3 separate regions of the Mus musculus genome follow, and regions 1 and 3 are each linked to region 2. Evidence: chromatin contacts called from public HiChIP or PLAC-seq data. All regions are on one chromosome and are shown on one strand. Each heading gives the region's core, a stretch centred on a gene start, on an enhancer-like site or on the middle of the called end of the contact. The rest is flanking DNA. Distances are from core to core; before and after follow the strand shown. Region 1 overlaps Itgb5 (integrin beta 5). Region 2 overlaps Itgb5 (integrin beta 5). Region 3 overlaps Heg1 (heart development protein with EGF-like domains 1).

Region 1 (3,257 bases), core at 378-2,877, 100 kb before region 2:
AGAAACACTTCGTGTGGAAGCCACGCCCCTCCACTCACTGGCATCTGCACCATCTATTCCTGCCTAGCTTTACTAATGCAGAACATAGGTGGGAAACACGTGTGGTCTGGACAGTGTCTATCTAGAACTCTAAGCAAAACCAGGGAGGCCCAATGGTACCTGCTCAGCACCGTAATTACCCACGCACATCAGGGAGCCCAGCTCCAGAGTATTGGTCTGGTTCAAGTCCTGTCCCTGATAAAGTGTATGGACATGCCAGTCTCTACTGGGGCTACTCAAGACCGCTCAGAAAAGGAGGCGCATGCCCGAATGTACAAAGCCAACACAAAGTTGCTTGGTTTCCATCCTTACTTTTTCATTCCCAGTCTTTCCTTTTCATTACAAAAGCACTAAACAAACACAGACCGGAGGGCAAAACCTAACATTTGCAAGGCATGTACTTTCAACAGGCAACTCCCCAATTCTACCAACACCCACAGATGCCAGGCAGACAGCCCTCAGGGAACCAGTAATCAGATCTACACCATAAATGCGTGACCTTTTTATTTCATAGAAAAAAAAACGATCAACTGGAAAAAGCCAGGCTGCGCGCTAGCTTTGTACACACAGACTCTTCCGGATACCTTCTTGTCTGGCCCAGCAGGGAAGAGGGCAGCCAGGCCTTCAGAGGTTCATGGAGACAGCAAGCTGGAGGCGGCAGAGGGGAAGCTGAGAACACCAGAGTCTCCTTGCTTTCCCTGGCTTGGAGGGAAGTGGCCCCAAGTGCCTGTGGCCCGCTGTGTGGCTACCAGGTCCCTTAGGGCTCAATGGAGGGCATCTCCATTATCCGTGCGTGCCTAGCTAGCGTGAGCAAATGGTCCAGGAAGTCCAAGGCACGCCAGAGTCTTCATCCTTAGTCCCCCTCCAGCCATCCAGGAGCCTCAGTCCACTGAGCCATTGTAGGATTTGTTGAACTTGTTGAAGGCGAAATCGACAGTGTGTGTGGAGATGGGCTTTCTGTACAGGGGGTTTGAGGCCTGCGAGCACAAGAGAGGAGAGCACACGTGTTAGTTCAGCCTCAGGCCCGTCCAGCACCTGCAGGGATGCCTGCTTCTGACTTGTTCTGTGCTCTGGGGGAATCCCTTTCCTTCTCTGAGCTCTTACTTTTCATCTGTGGAATACAGGGCTTAGGCAGAAAGCCCCAGAAGTCCCCTGGAACCTGAACAGACAGACTCTTAACTCTGGGGAGTCAGGGGTACTTCCCCTGAGCTCTGTTCTGAGCCTGCGTGTGCCCGGGGCAGAGGGCTTGCTCATGTGACCATCCAACCAGGCCTGAGAGCTCGAGCTTTTTTCTTGGGTTCCGTCTCTGTGTCTGTCCAACTCCCCACTGAGCCTGCCTCTGGCGCTTCACCCTCAGCAGTCCCAACATGCACCAGGATCTGCACGCCCCTCGAGTCTTCCAGGTGTGTAATTCTCCTATTCAGTACTGAAGGTGTTGACTCTTCATTGTTGGTAGGTCGGTTTGTTTGCTCTGTGATACTGAGGATTGAGCCCAGAGCCCTGCGCATGCTAGGCAAGCACACTACCACTGAACTACACTCAAAATTTGGTCATTTATTTCCAGACAAGGGCTTGGTAAGTAACCCAGGCTAAGCTTTGAACTTCAAACTCCTGTCTCAGCCTCCAAAGCAGCTGGGATTATAGGTGAATACTACCACACCTAGCTCTTTTTTTTGTTTGTTTGATTGATTGTTTTTAGCCTTTGACCCTGGCTCTAAGCCAGCAACCTCTTTTTTAACCACCCCCTCTTACCATTTCATAACGGGCCCTGGAGCGCTCACTTTGGAACTTGGCAAACTCTCGGCGGTCGTGGATGGTGACGAGCAGCTTCCAGATGGCCAGGAGTGCCATCCCAATCAGGAGGATGCTGCCAACCACAGCCAGCAGGATGGTCATGGCATTGGGGGCACTTCCACATTCTGGAAGGGACCAGGAGACGGGTGGGCAGAGCCGTTAGCATCCTGGTTATGTCCGAGGTGAAAAGTTGCTCCCTCCCTTCTGTCCATTCCCCCTTCATGTTGCCTCAGTGAGACTGAAAGCTGAGCTAGGTCTCCCCAAGGAACAGACAGAGTCAGAGAATTCAGTCACTGTTTCAAGGTCACACAGCCAAGCCGTGACAGAAATGAGGCCCCTGATCAATGGCTATACCTCTATTGGGCTGTGTCCCAGAGGCTCAAGCCTAGCCCACCTCCAGGGCAGGAGGCTTCAGGAACAAACCAGGCAGGCAGGAGGTAGCATGCACCATTTCCGAAAGGCCTGGTCTGAGGTCAAGCATTTCTGAGCCCTTAGCAAAGAGCGCTAAGGAGTAAATGTGCTTATTTCTAAGCAAAGATAGGGCTTGAAAGCAAGGCCTCAAAGCCACAGGCAAGCGCCCTGGGTTGATGCTACACTTCCTGTCTCTGGCCTAGGAAGGCATTACAGTGTTTGGGGCATTGGGCTCAACTTGCAAATTGGGCTCTGCGACCTGGACTCTACAAACCTTTTTCTACTCCCTCCTCCAATCCAAAAACTGAAATGGCTGGAGTCCCAGTCACTTTGAGGCCCAGGCGTTAGTCCTGGTGCCCAGAACAAACACAAGATAGAATTGTTGGTACTGAGCAGGCGGCAGGGAGGAAAGCTAGGCCCAGAGCTCCATCTGCCCTTGGAATCTCCACTGGGGAAAATAGCAGCAGTCAGACGGACTGGATAATCCTCAACTTAACGGACCCCCTAGCTGCCCTGGTGGAGCAGCTGCCTTGCACCTTGCAAAACCCTTTAACTCAGTACTCGAGGTTTCCTCCACAGTAAGCCCCCACAGCATCGTTCCCAAAGCCCCACTGCCCCAGCCTCAGCGCTCTGCTAGTGTGCTCCACACACGTACTTTGAGATGGAGTCTCAAGTAGCCCAGACTGGCCTTTAAATGGCTTGAATCTCTCATCTCCCCGTCTTTACCTTCCAGAGTGCTGGGTTCACAGGCTTGCACCACCACAAAGGGACTGGCACAAGAAACAGGGCCGAGGATGGTCCCTCAGACTCTCACGTACCTGGCTCCCGGAGGACCGTCAAGTTGGACCTCCCATTGGGCAGTTCTGTGTAGCTGAACATCATAACGCAGTCCTTAGCAGTTTTGTAGAAGCAAAGCACAGCCTCCTGGTCATCTTTGACTAGGAGAGAAGCAAGCAGAGACACCCTAAGCATCTCTCTGGGTAGCACTAGAACCACTCATGGATGGGGTTGGA
Region 2 (3,424 bases), core at 691-3,190:
CACATACACACATACACAGAGGCATGCAGGTCTCTGTGAGTTTGAGGCCAACCTGGTCTACAGAGCAAGTTCCAGGATAGCCAAAGCTAAATAGAGAAACCCTGTCTGGAAAAAAAGGAAAAAAAAAAAAGAGAGAGATAGACAGACAGACAGACAGACAGAAGAACATAAGGAAGAAAACCTGTTAAAGAGACTCCCCAGCTTTACAGTAGAACCTGCTGATGCTCTCACCAATGTTAGCAGCAGATATATGTCTGACTTCCTTTTGTTCTGTAACTACAAAACTTCCTTTAACTTATCCAGGGTAGAACATACTGGAATCCTTGTTCCCAGGCCACAGGGACTCAGAATAAACTTTTTTTTTTCTTAAACTTCCTTTAAAGGAAGAGCCATTATTTTCCTTTATGGTATTTACAGACACCACCAGCCCAAGCCTACTTTGAATTGTTACACAAGAAACTCACTTCACAAGCTCCTGTCTTCCTCAGAATGCTTAGCCAAAGATCAGGAGACTATAGCTGAGTCCTATCTGGTTCTCACACAAAAGAGAACAGAGTCTGGTTTCTCCAAATAGGATTAACACTCAACACTACAAAGAGACCAGAACGTATAGCCTGGGAGTGCAGCTCAGTGTAGATCAAGGCCCCCGGAATCAATCCCTAACCCTGTGAGCAACTCAGTCAAAAGAGGACAAAACGTCCCGCAGGGTTAAAGCGCTTGCCTAACGTGCATAACACCTTAGGTTCAATCCTCAGTACCACGCACAAACAAAACAAGGAAAGAACCCAGAAAAGAAACCCTTGAGGCTGGCCTAGCAGCACAGGTGCTGGAAATACAGGCGCAGGAGGAGTGTAAATTCAAGACTTGCCTAGGCTAGAGAGCAAATTCAAAGCCAGCCCAGACAACTTAGTAAGACTGTCTCATATTTTAAAAACAAAAAAAACAACAACAACAAAACGAAAAACCTGGAGAGGTAAGGTGATGGGCTAAAGAGGTGATTATTCAGTACAACCTCGTACGCAAACATCTAGAACAAGTCAGAGCCGGGTGAATGAGCCAGCACCTGATCAGCCTCTGATGGAAAGTTCTGTGGCTCTTGTCCCACCCACTCTGCCCCTCCCCTCTCCCACCCCAGTACACATACCTCTTTGGAGCACCAGGCACATTTTGGGTGGATCAACAGGCATTCTTCACACGAGGTGGCACTTCCACTAGTGCATATGTTGAGCCCTTCAAAGCAAGATGAAAATCCATCAGTCAGTTTCTAGCTATAAACATCATTGGCAGGGAAGGAGGGATGAGGGCTCAGCCAAAGCGCTTGCTGCTCTCTCAGAGAACCAGAGCCTGGTTCCCAGCACTCCTATCAGGCAGCCCACGACCACCTGCAACCAGCTCCAAGGAACAGGATGCCTTCCCCTGACCTTCCTAATAATAATAATAAATAATAATAAATTAAATTTAAAAGCATGACTAATGAAGTAAGTCTCAGAGTGCCCCGGTGAGGACCAGCATGGGAGTCACTCCCTTAACAGGTCTGAGGCTATAAAGAACCCCAGTGCTAACTTCAGGTTTTGCTGGGGCTAAGGCAGTCTCTGAAGTCTCGGCTAACCATGTGCATTAGTTAGCAACTCCTGCTCCTGCTGGGTCAACGAGGCTTCTCTTTTCCCTTTTAGTAAGCAAATGCTCCCCTTTATGATGGAAAAGGTCTTCTTACACTCAGAGAACCCAAAAATAGGGTGGTGGTAAAAAAAGAGATCAGTTTCATTTAGATGTTAAAAGAGAAAAAAGAAAAAAGAAAGAAATCCCAAATCCAATTACTCTGGATATTAACTCATCAAAATCTACAGTTATTTAAAGAAGGCCAGCAGGCGCACACCCTTAGTGGAGAAACAAGAGACTGGTAAGATAAAGGGAGCCATTGATTCAGCAAATCTACTAGCAGGCCAAGGAGGGAAAACCTGTCAGTGTCCAATAGGTAACAAAGAAAGCACTGGGCGTAGTCACTCGGAGGAGGCAGGAGAATCAGGAGCTAGACCAGCCCTGAGCTACACAGGGATTTATTTCCAGACTGGCTAAGCTATGTAGGGAGACTTTTCCCAAAACTCGGTGTGGTGGTGCCTTTATCCCTGCACTCTAGAGGCAGGCAGGTCTCTGTGAGTTCCCTGTTAGCCAGGGCTACATAGTGAGACCTTATCAACGGAGGGAGGGAGGGAGGGAGGGAGAAAGGAAGGTAGGAAGGAAGGTAGGAAGGAAGGAAGGAAGGAAGGAAGGAAGGAAGGAAGGAAGGAATTGAGGAAGGAATTGAGGAAGGAAGGAAGGAAAAGGGTAGGAAAGGGAAGGGACAGTTATTCAGGGGCTGTGAGGATGACTCAGAAGGAAGAGGAAGCAGGAGTTCAAATCCCTAAAAAGCCTGGCCAGGCCACACACAGCTGTAACCCCAACACTGTTGGGGAAGCAGAGACAAGAAAATGGCTGGGGCTTGCTGACTACCAGCCTACCTCAGCTTCTGTGAGGGGCCATGCCTCAAAGGAGTTTGTTTTTGAGACAGGGTTTCGCTGTGTAGCTTGGTTGTCCTGGAACTCACTCCGTAGCCCAGGCTGACCTCTAACTCACAGAGATCCGCCTGCCTCTGCCTCCAGAGAGCTGGGATTAAAGGAGTGAGCCACCACCACCCTGCAACAAATGACTTTTAAAAATTAATTCTTGGGATATATAGCCCTGGTTCACTCCAAATAAGGTGTATGCATGCAAGCCCACCCCAAATAAAGGAATACTCACAAACTTTAAAATTAATTCATTAATTCATTCATTCATGGGCTGGAGAGATGGCTCAGGGGTTAAGAACACTGAATTTCTTCCTGAGGTCCTCAGTTCAATTCTCAGCAACCACATAGTGGCTCACAACCATCTGTAATGGGATCCTATGCCCTCTTCTGGTGTGTCTGAAGACAGTTACAGTGTATTCATATACATAAAATAAATAAAATCTTTTTTAAAAAAATTAGGGCTGGAGAGATGGCTCAGCGTTAAGAGCACTGACTGCTCTTCCTGAGGTCCCCAGTTTAATTCCCAGCAACCACGTGGTGGCTCACAACCATCCATAGTGAGATCTGACGCCCTCTTCTGGGGTGTCTGAAGACAGCTACAGTGTACTTACATATAATAATAAATCTTTTAAAAAACAAAGCCAAAAAACTTTTAAAAATAAATAAAATAAAATAATTCAACACACATTTTTGATCATTAAAAAAAATATATATCAGAGCACTTGGGAGGCAGAGGCAGGCGGATCTCTGAGTTTGAGGCCAGCCTGGTCTACAAAGTGAGTTCCAGGACAGCCAGGGTTAAACAGAGAAACCCTGTCTCGGAAAACAAAACAAAAAATCCGAAGCTAGTATTAGAAGGAAACTTCAAAGCCAGATGA
Region 3 (3,552 bases), core at 631-3,130, 83 kb after region 2:
TAAGTCCCTGGGAAAAGCACAGAAACGACTCTGCCTTCAGTGCTGGCTTCCTCCAGGCTCAGAGCAGGCTGCCACCGCTTCCCATTCACTAACCAAGAGTCCAGGTTCCCTCCTAAAACGACTACACGGCTGTGGTAGAGAATGTTGCCAATGCAAGGCCCATGTGCCCCAGCTGCCAGGCTCTGTTTCTCTGGGTAACTGCCCTCAACGGGGTCACGTTTACCTTTAATGGTAATCTACGAAGGGATACTTAAAGGCAGTTGATTATTCTCGGCGGCCTTTCTGGAGGCCGAGGATGCCTTAAAATGTCTCTTTAACACTGGCACACACACAAAAAAGATAACTAGCGATTTTGGAAAGGTCCCTCCAGCTGTCACGTACAAATAATTCTTTCCTTTTGGTATCATCTAAATCAATGACTGTAATGTTCCTTTACTTGAACAGATAATTGAGACAAGGGGGAATTCCTTCTTTCTTTCCCTTCCTTCCTCATGGAAACTCTATTGCAGGAAGCCTGGAGCTGAGGTTCATCCAAAAAAGGTCCTACTTTTTTACTGCTAAAATAGTTCAGGTAGTTCCTTTCCTTCCTCTGTCTGCTTCTCTCTGTACACACACAGCTCTGAGACGACTGACGAAACCATACAATGTACTCATAAAATTTTTTTTAAAACATATTCACAGTGGTGTGACCATTGTCACCTCCAGAAGTCTCAGACCCCTTATCAATCAACCCCAGTTGCCCAACTTCTCCACCCTGACCTCTGCCCTAGATTCCCACTGGCCTACTTTCTGTCTCAATTAGATGCAGAGACTCTTATAACTCCTATTCCTATCGCACTTCAGATGATCTTTTGAGATGCCTCGTTTCCCTGAGAACAAGGGTTTGAAGGTTCACATGTGTCAGTCGGTGGCTGACAGAATGTGGCTCTGTCACATCTGGGTTTTGTACCCGTAGGCGCTAGGACTGCTCCCCTCCCCACCCCCTTTTGACTCTCAGGAATAGGACTGTTGTGAATACCCAGGTCCAAGTTCTTGTGTAGATGACTCATAAGCATCTCCTGGGACTGGGAGTCCTGGGTTTACCAGACATTCAAAGCTGCTTTTCTTTCTTCTATCCCTGCCAGCCATGTGTGCCTAAGGACTCCAATTCTGCCACATTCTCATCAACATTCCTTATTTTCTGTTATTTATTTATTTAAAGACACTTCTTGCTGCGTAGTCCTGGCTGTCCGGGAACCTGGAACCCACTATGTAGACTAGGTTGACCTAGGAGATCCAACTGTCTCTGCTTCCTGAGTGCTGGGATTAAAAATGTGTGTGAACAAGTTTGGTTGTATTTTAAAAAAACAAAACAAAACAAAACAAAACAGCTGCCTGTATTCCTGGCCGGCTTTGCACTTGCTTTATAGCTAAGGATGATTTTGAATTCTTGATTCTTCTTGCCTTTCCATCCCGGGCTGGGATCATAAGGAGGACAACACTTTGTTCTTTAGTTCTGCATGGCTGCGGAGCATGCGCAGGGACGACACTTTGCTTTGTTCTTTGGTTCTGCATGGCCGCGGAGCATGCGCAGGGCTTCACGCACGCTAGGCAAGCGCTCTACTAACTGAGCCATGTCCTCAGCTCCAGAGTTTGTTTTTGATTTTGATAAAGTCCTTTTTATTTTGTTGCTTTGGAGACAGGGTCTTACTATGTAGTCCAGGCTTGCCTAGAACCTGCTATAAACCCAGGCTGTCCTCAGAGTCATCTTCCTTCTGCCTCAGTCTCCCAAGTGCTAGTTTACCCAAGGTTCAGAATCCACCTTCGCATAGTAGCACAGGTCCTGAAAGGGGGATCTAAATGAGAGGTCTCACCACTCACCTGCAACAGGTAACAATGAGTGCCACGCCCAGGATGAGCAAGAGGCCACCTCCTGCGGCTGCGATCACCACAGTGATGAGCTGATAGGCTAAACACAGAAGACAAAGGAAAAAAAAACAAACAGGGCTGATTGGCAGGAGGTCCTCAGTCCTAAGTAAGCCTCCACCCACCCCACCTCCGCAGCATGGCCCTAGCTGCTCTCTCCCACTGCCTGCTCTCTGGCCCAGAGATCCTCCAAGGCTAGAGTTCTGCTTTCTTTGCAGTGAGAGGATTCCCTCTTTCAGCTCCAAATTTCTTTCTCTAGAGCAATCCTAATGACGTCACTAAACCAGAAAAGAGACAGGCAACCATCAAGTTTCCCCAAACTGTTCTGAAAGACTTTACTCTTATTCCCCCTCTCACTTGGGTGCTTGCTTTTTATCACGTGAAAATTATACATCTGGAAATTTAACTTTTTATCTTGATGGTAATTAGTGAAGATAAAGATTTGTGCTTCACCCTGGAGGCAGAGGCAGCCTGATCTGCATGGTGAGTTCCAGCCAAGCCAGGGCAACAGTGAGACCCTGCTTCAACAAAACAAAACAAAACACCAGATGTTTGATTCAGTTTTAGAGTCTTACTTGGTAAAACAGAACAGAGACAGGTTAAACTCTTCAATTTCAAAAGAAATGTTACGTCTGCTAAGTCCAGAGTCTGGGTTCACTGTGTAAAGCATGCCAGAGACACAGGAGGCTCCTTATACATTGATTTAATTACCAGAAATTAGCACTGATAGAAGCATATATTATATATAATAATGCTAACATATCTAATTAGTTGGGTTTTATATCTGTATATTGTAGCAAAATTTATGATAGATTATATTAAATTTTCTATTTTTGTATGGATATAAAATTAAAATTGGTTTCTCAGGTTACAAGATCTAGTTTGAAAGACCAATAACTAGATTTTTTTCTTTTTAAAAAAAATACACATTTTATATTTCATTACCAATGTTTTATTCAACTATTTGTCTGTGACCAAAGAGACCAGGTAAGGACATCAGGATCCGCTGGGACAGTTACAGAGGGTTGTGAGCCATCACGTAGATTCTGGGAGTGGAACCCAGATCCTCTGTAAGAGCAGACCTGTGCTCTTTCCCACTGAGCCATCTCTCTAGCCCCAAACGACCAGACTCTTTTTTTTTTTTTTTTTTTTTTTTGAGACAGGGTTTCTCTGTATAGCCCTGGCTGTCCTGGAACTCACTTTGTAGACCATGCTGGCCTCGAACTCAGAAATCCGCCTGCCTCTGCCTCCCGAGTGCTGGGATTAAAGGAGTGCACCACCACGCCCGGCATAACCAGACTCTTTAAAGTGTTCTAAGACTGATCCATGATCTGCAGGCATGGTTATAAAGTCAAGGCCATGGCACAGCTCTCCTGCTCTTGTCCTGTCTGGATGAACTCATAGATCAGGGGCTATGAGTAGAACATGCAGACGATAAGCTATGCACCCCTTATCTATCCTTTTATTTAAACAAGCCACAAAGAGGCCAGATTATTATGAAAAAGATTAGTTCTGCAATATAGAGGGAACAAGGTCAAATCATGGGATGTGTCCCTCTTCTTCCTTGACTCTGATATATGCGTCCAGATATCCTTCGTATGTGTCAACTCCTGCTGTATTATAACTTTTACATAATTATCTTCAATT

The links. HiChIP or PLAC-seq counts read pairs in DNA pulled down with a chosen protein or histone mark.
Region 1: a contact with region 2 is called in an H3K27ac HiChIP or PLAC-seq map of extraembryonic endoderm stem cells. The contact joins two enhancer-like sites. A contact is called at or near these places in 2 of 39 promoter capture datasets (liver and neural stem cells), 18 of 484 Hi-C or Micro-C datasets (the Ba/F3 cell line, bone marrow-derived macrophages, cardiomyocytes and 12 more), 34 of 115 datasets of contacts at active chromatin or transcription factors (the HPC-7 cell line, astrocytes, bone marrow-derived macrophages and 21 more) and 4 of 9 other capture datasets (adipose tissue, bone marrow-derived macrophages, liver and 1 more).
Region 3: a contact with region 2 is called in an H3K27ac HiChIP or PLAC-seq map of embryonic stem cells, with 7 read pairs. The contact joins two enhancer-like sites. A contact is called at or near these places in 4 of 115 datasets of contacts at active chromatin or transcription factors (embryonic stem cells, epiblast stem cells and intestinal villus epithelium) and 3 of 9 other capture datasets (adipose tissue, liver and pancreatic islet).

What each region holds. Positions count from the first base shown.
Region 1 is chr16:33,946,416-33,949,672 of GRCm38.p6, reverse strand. It overlaps Itgb5 (integrin beta 5), which reads right to left. Exons shown (of 15, transcript NM_001145884.1): 13 at 3,063-3,182; 14 at 1,792-1,958; 15 at 335-1,016. The coding sequence ends at 921. Among named protein-coding and RNA genes, the nearest start is that of Umps, 19 kb to the left of the region's middle. Within about 2 kb of position 1,627, at least 12 of the 459 cell types and tissues checked have an H3K27ac peak or open chromatin away from gene starts, as enhancers often do. A contact at or near this core is called in extraembryonic endoderm stem cells, where this site is marked.
Region 2 is chr16:33,842,792-33,846,215 of GRCm38.p6, reverse strand. It overlaps Itgb5 (integrin beta 5), which reads right to left. Exons shown (of 15, transcript NM_001145884.1): 2 at 1,145-1,230. Among named protein-coding and RNA genes, the nearest start is that of Itgb5, 15 kb to the right of the region's middle. Within about 2 kb of position 1,940, at least 18 of the 459 cell types and tissues checked have an H3K27ac peak or open chromatin away from gene starts, as enhancers often do. A contact at or near this core is called in embryonic stem cells and extraembryonic endoderm stem cells, where this site is marked.
Region 3 is chr16:33,759,154-33,762,705 of GRCm38.p6, reverse strand. Heg1 (heart development protein with EGF-like domains 1) reads right to left here. Exons shown (of 15, transcript NM_175256.5): 13 at 1,861-1,948. Among named protein-coding and RNA genes, the nearest start is that of Muc13, 34 kb to the left of the region's middle. Within about 2 kb of position 1,880, at least 36 of the 459 cell types and tissues checked have an H3K27ac peak or open chromatin away from gene starts, as enhancers often do. A contact at or near this core is called in embryonic stem cells, where this site is marked.